Regions from separate parts of the Bombyx mori genome. Here region 1 is linked to region 2. The links are chromatin contacts, called in public Hi-C maps. All regions are on one chromosome and are shown on one strand. Each heading gives the region's core, a stretch centred on a gene start, on an enhancer-like site or on the middle of the called end of the contact. The rest is flanking DNA. Distances are from core to core; before and after follow the strand shown.

The links. Hi-C and Micro-C count contacts between places; a contact is called where the count stands out from the background.
Region 1: a contact with region 2 is called in a Hi-C map of midgut, with 1.9 times the contacts expected there. The contact joins the enhancer-like site here to the promoter of LOC101740085 in region 2. A contact is called at or near these places in 3 of 7 Hi-C or Micro-C datasets (midgut and whole pupa).

What each region holds. Positions count from the first base shown.
Region 1 is chr16:12,309,999-12,312,698 of ASM3026992v2, forward strand. It overlaps LOC101740085 (max-binding protein MNT), which reads left to right. Exons shown (of 12, transcript XM_038016501.1): 2 at 1,285-1,495. Among protein-coding and RNA genes, the nearest start is that of LOC134200360, 4.0 kb to the left of the region's middle. Within about 2 kb of position 1,358, at least 8 of the 8 cell types and tissues checked have open chromatin away from gene starts, as enhancers often do.
Region 2 is chr16:12,276,267-12,278,966 of ASM3026992v2, forward strand. It overlaps LOC101740085 (max-binding protein MNT), which reads left to right and starts at 1,261. Exons shown (of 12, transcript XM_038016501.1): 1 at 1,261-1,413. The coding sequence starts at 1,344.

The DNA.
Region 1 (2,700 bases), core at 108-2,607, 34 kb after region 2:
ACCAATTTAATTTTTGACGTTGATGGAAATTCTAAATTCTCGCAACATTTTCTAGTTAAGTTTAAGTCACATCGTTTAAATAATATGTATTTAGATATATTATTGTCATAAAATGTTTAAAATCCTGTAAAGTGGATTGATTTTAACCTTTTCGATAATTTTCAACAACGCCCAAGCTACTAAAAAATCCACTAACCACTAAAAGCCATTTTTGATAACTAAGACGGGGGTCCAAATTCCGAGATTTTATGGAAAATCCGCTAAGCTAGCAACACTGCTTTTTGTTTGTAAAATGTGCGAGAGGGACACCACCACTTAATAATCATTCTCTTTTCAGACCGTTTTTCCTTACATCTTTTGCTATTTAAAAATAAACTTTAAGCCATAGACATAAAGTATATTTTTAGTTTTTATGTCAAACGAAGTAAGCACTCCAGTTAGAATAGTAACTCTATGACGAAAACTCTCGCCTAAAAATCTATCATGTTATCGGTTTTTGTTCCGACGCTCCACGACTTCGATTCGTCTGTTTCGAACGATGTCAGATAAAACATTGACCTTCTTAAAACAATGACGCGTATATTGTCCGTAAGTGATTGTAAACAAGACATGCCAGATAACATGGTCACGTTGTATCTAATGCTCAGCCACGATTCGGGGCGTCTGTTCCGCCGGCACTGGCTCCGAGTCCCGCTACTTGTTATTTGTGCTACTCCGTCGAGCAGCTGATTTTTGGCGTGCCAACTACAAACAAACGGTTGGCACGCGCGCGTGTAGGCCACATGTACTGACGTAACCGTAACGCCTGACCACGCCTTTCTATTCCTCTCTGTCGCTACAATGCGCTAATATAGTCCGTCTCACTCTTCATTGCAGCGTGACTGATTTTGTCTAGTTCAGGCAATAATAACCTCTAAGTAAAAGAAATACAGCACGTTATCGTATAACGTTTAACGAGGTCATATCGTGTTCGTTTGTACTATCTCACTCTGACTGATACATCTGTTTCATTCGGCCATTCACGCAACCTCTTGCCCTCTATGCGATCCTGGTACTTTACCGCCACGTATTGCAGCCGACGACGTGTTTGACATGGGTTTGACAAGTACCGACTGACCGGACCGAGTGAGTGTCCGATAAAATATTTCAGAATTTTCAGAAAATCTGAAACTAGATTACTTAGGTACTGTTTTTCAATTAGTCAGTGGCTTTTTTCAGCTTCATCAGGACGATTTTGTCTCTTAGTTAATATAAAAGTGGAATAACGTGAAGTTTTATTTACAGAAGAGGAACCGAAGTCGCCTGTGATAGTGCGCTCAGCGACGGTGATGCCGGTGACGGCGTGCAACGGCATCGTGAATGTGAAACCGCCGTCACCGGTACCCCCCGCGCCCGCCCTCGAGCTGGTGTCCGCGCCAGCCCCCCACCCCGCACCCCTCATCGACTTCGCACAAGAACATTCCAGGCCGCGTACGACGAGCAACACCAGTCATGGGTATGTGTTCCTAGTAACAGCGCTGTCTAAAACAGCTGGAGATTCGCATCCGTTGTTGTTTTTAATGTTCTGTCATAAAACGATACACACAGATTTTTCGATTTCAATCAAATTAAATTTAAAAATATATAAAATAAAGATACTGTACATTACTAACATCGGCCATAGAAGTTTTTTTTTACTGCCCTGGTAGGCAGACGAGTTTGCAGCCCACCCGATCCGATGCCTATCGCTGTATGGTACATAGTTTGAAAACATTCAAATCGCATTAAAATTTATTCAAATTAACCTTGAATGCTCAAATATTAGTCGTTTGATAACCAGCCAACCGGTCCACGTATATTACACGACCTCTGATTTTGTATGCTGCCTGATACTGCAAAGAGGTCAAGTTGTATCTCCATTGTTGTAATAGATATTATAGAATGAAACATGACTTTAATCTCAGAGACGGAATCGTGAAATCGATAATGGGCTAACGATGTTAAAATTAATCCAACATACAAGTGATTTACATTAAAATGATTTAGAGTATTAACTCATAATTAAATAGTAGATATTGGCGCGAATCATGTCGTGATTACCTCTTCAAAGTAGACTTCTAAACTAATATAGATGCCACTTCAGTATAAAAATAACACTAAATTAATCGATTAAGAAAATCAGGTTCCAGAAACTGAGACTTTTAACTACCTACGCACGAACCAAAGCGATTTCTTTTTAAAAGTGAGTCTTAACTCGAGATATTGTTTCGTCTTATTCCACATTCGATATTATAAAAGTTGTTTTTTGTGTAAACTATTAAAATAGATATTAGCAGCTCGATAGCAAGTTGTATTTTATAGGTAACGTCGATGTAAGGAAGAGCGAGTGTGTAGTAAGTAGCAGGAACATATCGTCTTCTCGCACTAAAACTGTATAATCTCAAAACTTACTAAACTACAAGAGAGTGTTTTAAAAGTTTAACATATTATTATTATATTTTTAATATTAATCATCTTTGCAACAATTATTTTTTTGTTTTTACCAGTTACATTATCTGTCTTTTAAAGTAAGATAAATTATTGTTAATAGTATTTAAAACATAGGAAGACAAAAAAAAATAATTAAAACTAAACTACGCTCTTTTGACAGTATTTATGAGAAAAATACCGGTGATACCAAATCATTCCGCAGATTAACTCAATTTCGAATATTTTTGGAAA
Region 2 (2,700 bases), core at 11-2,510:
GTGGGACAGCCGTTGTAACTATAAAACAGAGATTTAGACCTCATGTCTCAAGGTGGGTTGCGGCGTTTAAGTTCTTGTTTATGAGCTCCGGCACGGTGTAATTTGGTTGGTTACCACAACACCAGGACGGCCGTGAATTCGTCGTAAATAATAAAAAAGTGAGTGCATTTAGTAATTATTATCAACACTTAGTGTAAATACATTTGTATCTACATTATATTATGGTTATTTTGTATTACGGGCATATAAAGCGTATAAAATATAGGTACTACATCTGGACATTGCGGATCGATATAGCCAATTATCAAATAAAATACTTAGGTACATTTAAATATCTACATACATACATACCTACCTATTATGTTCAACAACTATAATTATGAAGTTACATTGAGCGATAGCTACTTTATATAGGTGACACTATCTATCATCAGTTACAGGAAAATGAAAGGTTTTAAATACATAGGTAGTTAAATTAGGTATTTGTACAATTTCCTTGAAGTTGATACCATCGCCATCCATCGCATTTTAATGCATTTTTATCATTCAATTGTTCATAGGTACAATATATTTTAGTCAAGCAGCTTTTAACTAAAATAATTTGTAGTTGTAATTAAACATTCTTTGAAGATGGCACATGGAAACACAAAAAGTACTTGAAGATAAGTAAGTATGTATGTGAGCACCTTATTTGTTTAGTTTACTCATTCTATTACATTACATCATATCACATCCCTTTGTTCTTGATGATTGATATTTTATCTTTTATAACTTTACTTACTGTCTACAACCATTGACACAATGCGTTTAGAAATACGCATAATGAAAAGCCGATAACACATTTTCACTTCACCTTACTCATGCAACTTGTTTGATGTTGTGGAGCGGCTATCGAGGAAGTGAAAGTCGGTCGAAGTCTCGCACGTATACAGACTCGTCGCAATATGATAAACGCGGGGTTTCGTTGACTTGCTGCGAATCTCTTTAGGTTTTCGTCCAAAATAACGCATCGTGCTAGCATTAATAACGACTGGCGACACGTACATACATAGCACAGGAAAAATAACAGATAAACAAGTGTGGAACGTGCCGCGTCACCGGCTTACGGGCGGGGGCATGCATGCGATAGTTCACGATGGTTGCAACGACATCGATCGCGCACGCCCCGCGCCTTGTCAACGCTACGATGATGTTTATTGGTCGGCCGGCGTCGTCACGTGACCGGCGCGCTCGACACCCATTGGCCGGCGGCGGCAGCGGCCACGTGAGCGGCACCGGGCCCGCGTGCCAGTCGCGGCGTGACAGCGGGCGCGCCGGGACCGCGCGCGCCTGCCGCGGTCGACATGAGCCTCCTCGACACGCTACTCGAGGCGGCGCGGTACATCGAGCTCCAGGAGCGGCGCCTGCAGGCCGGTGAGTAGCCCGCGCCGGCTGCGTGTGGCGCCGCGCCCCACGCTCTTGACCTTGAGTGGCACGCGGTCGGCGTCCCCCGCGCGCTCCCGGCTCGCCTCACCCCGCGTAAACAAAGAAAGCCTGAAATTCACTCGCAGAACGCCACGCGTCGCACGTTCACCTCTATTCGTACACGCAGAATTGGCCGTGGTTCATAAGGGCTCGTTGTGTCGAACTTCGTATCAATTGGCGGTCTAATTAATATTATGAGTCCGAGCGGCGAAAGAGAGCTCATCGCTCGGCACTTGCTGGTGGTGCGAGTGGGCGGCGGTGTGTACGTGGAGTCGTGACGCACCGGCGCGGCGAGCAGGGGGCGCTGGAGAGTTCGGTCAGCTGATCGCAGGGAGGGGACGCCGGCAGCGGGGGGCGCGGGACGTGTGCACGCGCAACGCCCGGTGGCTCGCTCTGCATTTTGATGTTCATAATAACTTGTCATCCTCAGGACGATACGAATTTTAGAATCTGTATGTAAACTGACTAGAGGAAAAACTGGCACAAGGCGGGGTTGCGTAACGGTGCGTGCTGCCTCGCGCCGGCCATTGTTCGTGATGGACTCGTTGCCTCGGTGTGCATTATCGAAACTCGCGATAAACGGTACCATTTACAACACGCCATTGTGACCGCCCGTGACGCCACATCATTATCAAAGCAGCACCTCACACAAATGTATGACCGATAACACGATCAGGGCACTTTTTCCTATTTTGTTTATATGTTCAACTCGATTCCACCATGACGCTAAAATCAATGAAATAGAAATCGCCTTCGAATAAGCAGCGAGAGTGTAGCAAAGAAAAAAAGGGTCGCACGATGAAACAAAATTGATTGCCCTTTTGAATGTTTAATAATTTAAGTAGTAAGTACATTTTAACAGAAACAAGATCCGCTGAACTCAGATGATTTCAATCTTAATTACCGCTCTAAGAAGATTCTTGTTAAAGAAATAACAGGGAATAAATTGACAGCTATATTTTAAAAATTAAGAATATGAAATTTTGCTAGTCTAAAACGACTTTAAATCTTCAGCTTGGAAATTATTTTGTGGTTAAAACCAAATAATACATTGCACATTCATTCTTGTACAACGCACACAAATAACTTTTTCAATCGTTACCTACACGATTTTCTCTTCGTCGGAAATATACTTGACAATTCATTAAGATTACAACCAACCAATTGAAGCAAGCTAATAAAAGATTATTTAAACGAAATCATTAAAAACCTATTCAAGAGTCGGTATCGCGTTAA